Regions from separate parts of the Danio rerio genome. Here region 2 is linked to region 1. Evidence: chromatin contacts called from public Hi-C data. All regions are on one chromosome and are shown on one strand. Each heading gives the region's core, a stretch centred on a gene start, on an enhancer-like site or on the middle of the called end of the contact. The rest is flanking DNA. Distances are from core to core; before and after follow the strand shown.

Evidence for each region. A called contact is a pair of places that touch in the nucleus more often than the background predicts.
Region 2: a contact with region 1 is called in a Hi-C map of hematopoietic stem cells, with 2.4 times the contacts expected there. The contact joins the promoter of atp8a2 here to the promoter of naa50 in region 1. A contact is called at or near these places in 1 of 18 Hi-C or Micro-C datasets (hematopoietic stem cells) and 1 of 4 datasets of contacts at active chromatin or transcription factors (embryo).

Annotation. Positions count from the first base shown.
Region 1 is chr24:25,052,785-25,057,222 of GRCz12tu, reverse strand. naa50 (N-alpha-acetyltransferase 50, NatE catalytic subunit) reads right to left here and starts at 2,007. Exons shown (of 5, transcript NM_001003623.1): 1 at 1,881-2,007. The coding sequence starts at 1,888.
Region 2 is chr24:25,377,850-25,382,327 of GRCz12tu, reverse strand. It overlaps atp8a2 (ATPase phospholipid transporting 8A2), which reads left to right and starts at 2,791. Exons shown (of 37, transcript XR_012399299.1): 1 at 2,791-2,975.

The sequences.
Region 1 (4,438 bases), core at 758-3,257:
ATTCTGCTGCATACAAAGCGTCTATGGATATCCATTTTTACCTAATATTAGATTTATACATCATTGTCATTTGTGCTCATTGAACTTCAGGAACAGTAAAATTAATAATGTATACATGATCTTCACTATTTAATCACATTTAATGGTGTAATACTTAAATTACTTCTATAGTTGAATGCAACAGAGTATTTCATTTATTTTATATTAAAATTTGTATTGTATTTAAGCGATAGTTCACCTAAAAATTATAACTTTGTCATTGTTTCCTCATAGTCCACTTATGTCAAACCTGTTTGAGTTTCTTCTGTTGAACAAAGGAAGATATACTGAAAAATGATAGGAAAAAAACAGCCATTAATTTAAATTTGGTTTCTTTTTTCCGACATCATTTGTGTTCAACTGAAGAAAAAAATTTGTAAAAGTTTGGAAACACCTTAGATCGAATAAATGGTGAGAAAATTGTATTTGGGGGGGGGTGGGGGGGGGGGTGGGGGTGGGGGGGGTGAACTACCCCTATAATAACTTAGTATCAGCACATCCTCATTTATCTTTCGTGTGTGTGGGTGTGTGTGAGAGAGAGATACCCTAAAGGTGCACCCACAAAACTACACATTTCTTGTATAACTATGATCACCGTAAACCAGCAGTGCAAAAAGCAGGTATTTATAGGGAGGCAGCAAACTGAAGCCCAACACCAACAACAGCTGCTGGTCACATGTTCACCACTGCCACTGAACAACCAGCATGAGTTGACAGGAGAAAAACATACACACTAAATAGAGTTTACAGAACTTATGATCACAGAACAAATGCCTATACTACTATACACGGTCTTGAAATCAAAGTCCACTGATTAAAACAAGTTAGATAATAAAGTTTACCAATGCTTGGTAAAGCGATGAGAGTAAATACGTTTCAGATGATATTGCAGACTTTTAAAGCAATGGTGCACCACTTCTGTTCATGAAGGGCCCCTTAAAAATACATTTAGTATGTTTTTTTCTAGTGAAACACCTGATTCCCTTCAGCTCCATAGCAGAGACTCTTAATGGGTGTGTCGGATAAATGTGTACTGCTGGAGGCCTTCCAGGAACAGGGCTGGGTACCACTTTTTTACAGATGTGAATTCAAAACTTTAAAATATGAAATATTTTATGATATAAAACAGAATTGGATTTAGAATAAAAATTTAAATATCGCTGACTTTTCTTTATTCTACACACATGGTCACAGCAAACCACTACAGTGAGCTTAACGTAGCATATTAGACATATTTATGCATCGTTTCATCCATCAAACGTTAAAGAATCGTCCTTCATAAAGTGTTTTAAGACCGTATGAACTTGTTCTGTCATTTTCAAAGAGGACATGCTATGCGGCTAAGCTCACTCCATCACGTGTGTCACATTTCAATTCTTACATCAAAATAATCTCACATTAACCCCAACATGACAGCAACAAGCTTTAATACACTGCTATTAAATGTAACGATCCATCTGGGCGCCCATTTGGGAGAGGTTTCAGATTGGCTTGCTAACCAAGATAGCAACTTGAAGACTGACTCAACATTTTCGGATTTAGATTCGACACACGATCCAGTTTGGCACGGACTTCACTCGTGCCGTTTGTACTGGCATAAGATTTAATCTGGTGCTAGATTACATGAGGCACTTTTAAGCTATTTTCTGGAGATTTTGGGAAAAGATTAAGGTAAAACTAGGTGTAAAAACGCGGCGCAAATGTCTCTTCTCCACATTAAGCGCGCAGAGAGCTAACAGCTAGCATTAGAGCAACTCCACTGCCCCCCTGCTGGAAAAAAGAGAATAGAGAGGGGAAAACTTTACTTGAGAGGAATAGAGCCTTCTCTGTCGTCTACTCACCCTTTCATGTTGAAGAAAACACGTTTGTTGTGAGGGATACAGGGGCAGTTGGCGGTATTTGGCAGTCTAAAGGGAAATTTGGGCAGAGTTTGGGATGTGATCCCCTCCACATGTATGTTGCTAGCACACAAGCTAAGCAGTCCGCATTTGCCTCTGTGCTGTGGCCGAAGGTTGCCAAGTCTTTCCTATTAAACCAACACATATAACTTAGATCAGATTGTGAATTAGGAAAACGATATTTTAGTTGTTTTTTATAGTTGATTTATCGATAATGTTCATTTATAGATATAAATTATGTCATATGAGTTGAGATTGAACCCCGAAATAGGCATTTACGACTATACATAAGTAATTAGTCGGTGGTTACTGATGGTTGATTTGGCAACCTTGAATTCTGGGAGGCTGCTGCTGTCAACCTTCACCACTGACAACTAGCAACAGGAAATAGAAAAAAAACGGGAAATTGCGTTTTTGTGACTTAATAATACAAGTCTTATTGTTTTAATCCAAATAAAATGTTGTATAATCTCCTTCTCTAAAGACTTAGAAGGATTTAAAAAAAAATAAAAACATATTTCATGGACGTGATCTAATACAAGAATATTTTGTAAAATAAATAAAAGTGTTGTCCTTGGAATAAAACATTTATCTTCTCCCTGTTTGTGAAACCAGACCAGGTTTTATTGTTTTGAGTTTGTGTTGGCTTGTATTTCAAACTTATATTTAAACTCACAATACCGTGTTCAAAATTACACTGTTAAAAATTCCTTTATTTGCTTATTACAGCAAGATTTTGCCCCTTAGGTTACACAGATTTCACTCCACATATAAATGCATCAACTTGCTGCAATCTGTTGACTTATTATAGGTGCATATATTCATTTAATGTGTTCTAAAATTAAATTAATCTGACATTTTAAATGTATAGTCCATGACTGTCTACTTACACGTAGAAACACCCTTAAAAGAAAATGCCACCAACGAAAGTTACATTTTTAGTTTGAAGGGTGTAAGGTAAAATAATTTATTAATCACAGCATAGTATGCGATAGCCTAATCACTACTCTTCTTGAGTACTTTTAGAAAGGCTACTTTTACTCACACATCGAGTGGTATTTAGAAAACAGATACATTTACAAGTGTCTTGCACTGCATTATTTTGGCAAATAACAGTACTTATGCTTGAGTATGATGTTCAGTACTCTTTCCATCACTGCTTGTCAGGTAAACATGTGTTTTGTCAATTACAATACAATTACAATAGTCAGTTTAAAGGTAGGGGTGGCTTCTTCTTGGTTCGAGTCCCAGTTGAGCCAGTTGGGATTTGTGTGTGGGGTTTACATGTCCTCTCCATGTTCGCCTGGGTTTCCTCTGACAGTCCAAAGACATGCGATATAGGTGAATTGGATAAAACAAAATTGGCTGTAGTGTGTAAGTGTGTGTCAAGAGTTTATAGGTTTTTCACAGTGGGTTGCGGCTGGAAGGGCATCCGCTGAGTAAAACATATGCTGGATTAATTGGTTGTTCATTCCACTGTGGTGACCCCTAATAAAAAGGGACTGAGCCAAAGGAAAATAAACAAATGACTTTAGAAGGCAGTGTTTAGCATATAAGATGATCTGATCTGAACCATGCTGAACCTTTTGACACTTGAATACCAAGACAGAAAAGCCTCCAAAGATGATGCTTAAAATCACTTATTGGCAGAGAACATTTGTCTTTTGACTTGATCTTTCAAAGTGAGCTGAGTTGAGAGAAGAGCAAGCGATGGGAAGGAAGTGTGGAAGGAGAATCAAATTTAAATGACAGATTGAAGGGAAACAAGATTTGTTGGTGTGAAATACACTGTATTTGTACTGTCCATATGAGAAGATCAAAGTATGTGAATTACACTAGATTCAAACGTACGCTCTCTGGTTTCCATTTTCATGTTATATTTTGCAGCAATTTCTCTCTTTTTGGTTAAGCATTATCTCCACTACTTTTTTAAATGGACATTTCTGTTACCTCAAACATGTTACTTGTGAGTTCATTCATTAATTTACCTTCAGCTAGTCCCTTTACTCATCAGGGGTTGCCACAGTGGAATGAACTGACAACTTACCCAGCATATGTTTCACACAATGGATTTCCTTCCAACTCCAACTCAGTACTGGGAAACACCCACACACACCCATTCACACACATCCACTATGGTCAATTTAGTTCATCCTATTGACCTATAGCGCATGTCTTTGAACTGTGGGAGAAATCAGAGCACCCAGAGGAAACCCTCTCCAACACAGGGAGAACATGCAAACTCCACACAGAATGCCAAATGGCCCAGCTGGGACTCAAACCACTGACCTTTTTGCTGTGAGGCGACAGTGCTAACCATTGAGCCATAGTGCCGCCCTAATAGTAAATATTGTACCCTATTAAATTTTTCATCCTTTCCATAAAAAAGTGTATTTGTGTAATCGTCCATGTCTCTGTTATTTATAAAAGCCACAGCACAGTCCCTGTTGAGTTTCTTGGATTATTGTTTAAGTTTTCTTATTCTTTCCTCTAGTGATAAT
Region 2 (4,478 bases), core at 1,542-4,041, 320 kb before region 1:
AGTCAAAAGGCTGAATTCAGAAAGAGATTTTTACATTTTAATTATGAGTTTGGTGTCATAAAGGATGCATCATATTGATCAAAAGTGGTTAATAATAATGCAAAAACACTCGATTTCAAATATCAGAAAGCTTCATATTATGAAATGACCTGAAATCACACACAATAGCATTAAGAATAGAATTAAATATAAATCAGTGCTTTTAATTTGTAGAATTGTTTTATTTTAAATCCAATTTGCCAGTTATGTTTAAGCACCACATGAACTGATTTTAAGTCTGAATTTAATAGGGTATATATTGGATTAAACAAACTGATTATGCCAAAATTGGTAAAATACCTGTAGGAATAAAATTTTAACATCTACACCTATGCATAATATTGTTTTGCCACTTAAAATGCTTGCCTTTTAAAAGTACCATCTCGGAAATAAAAGTACGTAAGCTGTCACTTGGGTGGTAAAGGTTACCATTTGTACTTAAAAGGTCAATATTGGTACCTCAGAAGTATATATTAGTACCTAAAAAATTAAGAGGAACACTTTTGTACTTTTTAGGTACTAATATGTACCCTTGAGGTAATAATATGGACCTTTTATGTACAAATTTGTACCATTTGAAAAGGTACCACCCCAGTGACAGCTCGCCTACCTTTATTTCTGAGAGTGTAGGATGGATTCTGATTGGCTGTTAATGTTTTTTTTGTTTTTTTTTTATCTCTGATTTAAACTATTGTTTCTTTGTGCTGTTATTGTTATAGTTGTAATTTAGACTTAAAGTTTCTAAAGCATGCTTGCAGGGAAACTGAGTTCTGTTGCATTATCGTTACAGCATTTTAGATTATGTTTAATGCTTTCATTATTGGCACTCTAAAAATGCCCTTATTAAAGAAAAAAAGCATTAAACATGAAATTTAATTGAAAAAAAATGTACATGCGAAAAAAATGATCAGGCCTAATTATGCGAACGGGCCTTAACAGTGGATTATATTTAATCATATACAAGGATGAAAAAGTTAAACAAACATTAAGATAAGGATACAGAACAATCAGAGATGCAATTTCGCTGGATTTACTTGATTAAGTAGTTTTTACTAAATTTAATATAAAGTACTTGGATTTATACACACACATCGGTTAAAATAAGTATTGAGCACATGACCATTTTTCTCAGAAAACATTCAGTTAAAATCAGAATTTTTAAACCCCCTTTGAAATTGATTTTCTTTTTTAAATATTCGCTAAATGATGTTAAATGGAGCAAGGACGTTTTTACAGAATGTCTGATAATATTTTTCTTCTGGAGAAAGTCTTATTTGTCTTATTTCGACTAGAATTAAAGTATTTTTTAAAAAATTTAATTTTAAAGTCAAAATTATTAGTCCCATAAGCTATATATTTTTGATAGTCTACAGAACAAACCATCATTATACAATAACTTGCCTAATTACCCTAGTTAAACCTTTAAATGTCACTTTAAGCTGTATAGAAGTATTTTGAACAATATCTAGTCAAATATTATTTACTGTCATCATGACAAAGATAAAATAAATCAGTTATTAGAAATGAGTTATTAAAACTAATATGTTTAGAAAACAGAAATTGGGGGAAAAAATAAACGGGTGCTAATAATTCAGGGAGTTTAATAATTCTTATTTATTCTGTATTTCTTTGAAATTTTCACCAGATGTCAGCAACAACCAAAGTTATCCACAAATGAAAAGAAACCAAAACTAATTACTTAAGAAATTAAGTTATGTGTAATTACTTGAAATGAGAGAGGGAAAACATAATAAACACATGCAGAAAGGGAGGCGTAAAAAGGCACGGAAAGCCCAAATTAAATCTTTCCAAGACTTTTGGAGTCTTGGCAAAAAATCACACCTGAGCAACAGATAAGACAAAATAGTCCATTATACAAAATATTAAATGCATTTAAATAGTTCAGTACTTTCTCCATGTGTCGTTCCATTGTTATTACACATAACTATTATATTTATTTTAGTTTATTTATTTGGATTGTTTTGGTTTTTTTAAAATTTGCATCAATGTCAACGGCTTTTTTAGAATTAAATGTACCAGGTGTTTTAATCAAACACCTAACTATAAATCATCAATTCAGAAAAACCCATTTTCCATAGCTGTAAATTCTTAAGTTTAAACATTAAATACATAGTTAAATACTTATGAATGCCACTTTTAACCCTGAACCAACATGGTGCCAAAGGTGGGACCTAAACATTGTTAATTATAAAATCTGATTGAATACCGAACCAATAAAATACTTTAAAATGTCAAATTCATAAATAACAATAACAAAATAGCCCAAATAAATACGCTTAAACATTTAATTGATATTTTCAATTAAGCCTACACTAAAAAAATGCTGTTTGTTTAAACAACTTATTTAAAATGAGCTGAAACAACACAATTCATTAGGTTGTTTTGAGACAACTCAATTGCTTTATGTTCAATCCACTTAAATTTGTAAAAACTAACAAGTTTTAATAATTCATTCATGTTGACCCAACACAAATCAATTGTGTGGAACCCTGCATTTTTTGCAGTGTATTCAATTTTACCCACAGTAATAATTACACAAATAAATACCAGAAGGAGTCCATTGAGGTCCATCCATACCATATGAGGGCGTATTGGCATTCAGAGAAAGTCCAGGCGGGGTCTGCCTCTGATGACGGAACGCGCGCGGATTCGCCTGTGCGTTTGCACGAGCAATAATGCGACGGATCACCAGGATGGCAGAAGCGCGTGCCCGGGCCAGTGCGCGCGCCTGAGGGTGACCCATCATCAATAGGAACTATGTTGCCTCCATCAAACACCGCATCCCTGCGCCTGTGGCCCGCAAACCCCCGCTGAAGCGCGAGTATGCCCACAGCTCGCCCGCGCTGCTGGAAGCTCCACATCGCCGCGCACAATGTATTTCAACCGACGCTCGAAGAAGATCCACAGCGAGGGAGGTAAGATGACATAATCTGCCGACGGGGGACGGTGGATGTGTTGACGCCTGCGTTTTCTTCTGTGCCGCTGGTCATTCGGATGCTCATTTTATTAGAGTATTATTCATTATTATGACATATTAGAGACGGGTTTTAGATGCTGTGATTGGTCAGCATCAGTCGTCCTGCACCTGCTCTTGTTGTGGGTGACCTGTGGTTTTCGCAGTGTAAACACACGGGTCACCAGGGTGACGTTTTGCTTTCAGTGATAAATTAGGGTCAAGTGTTCTTCTGAGATAAAGCGTGATGCGGCAACAATTAATCTTATCCAGATCTGCATTGACGTTTGAGAGAGAAACTCCCTCAGTGGGGTGTTTAGCTCGTCACGTGACTGTTTAAAGCGCTCTGACTTTCTAAGCTCATAGACAGGTCTGCATCACCTGTTGAGGGCATGTGCCTCTGGTTTAATGTCAACCTTTTTATTAATTACTTTATAATTAGGAAAGAAATAAGACAACGTATTTTCAATTAGATGCTGACATGTAGCTGAGGGGTTGACAATCTTTTAGATGCCACAAACCCCTAATGAGATCAGGACCTCAATCATAAAATGTAAAAATGTGCAATTACATAGTTTTGCTGTACAAAGTTGCAATTTACTGTGTTTAAGTCAGAAGTCAGAATTATCCCCCCCCCCCCCCCGTGCCTTATTAGCCCCATGTTTTTTTCATTAATTTCTGTTTAACAGATATTTTTTCAACACATTTCTAAACATAATAGTTTTAATAACTCATTTCTAATAACTGAAGTATTTTATCTTTGCCATGATGACAGTACATAATATTTGACTAGATATTTTTCAAGACACTTCTATACAGCTTAAAGTGACATTTAAATGCATAACTAATTAGTTTAACTAGGCAGGTTGGACTAATTATTCAATTTATTGTATAACGATGGTTTGTTCTGTAGACTATGGGAAAAAAAGCTCAAAGCGGCTAATAATGTTGACTTTAAATTAAAAAAAAAAAACTGCTTTTATTCTAGCCAAAATAAAACAAATTAGACTTTCTCTAGAAGAAAAAATATTATCAGACATACTGTGAAAATTTCCTTGCTCAGTTAAACATAATTTGGGAAATAATTAAAAAAGAAAACACAATTAAAGGTGGGGTACAATACTTGTCATTGGGGTGGTACCTTATACTAATATAGGGAAACTTTTACCTCACAGTTCCACATGTGCACCTTAAAGTTACACATTAATACCTATAAAGTTAGAATGTGTAATTCATAGTACATTAAAAGGTAAAACAAATTCCTTTTGAAAATGCAGTACCACAATGACAGACTTTCTACTTTAATTTTTAGAAAGTACATTTATTTGGGGACATTTAATTACATATTGAATATGTTTAATTAATATGTCTTCATTTAATTTAATCATATTTGTTTAATGTATTTTTTTATTCTAATAATCAGAGATAATATAATTACCATTGCATTGTTTGAAAGTTTTTTTTT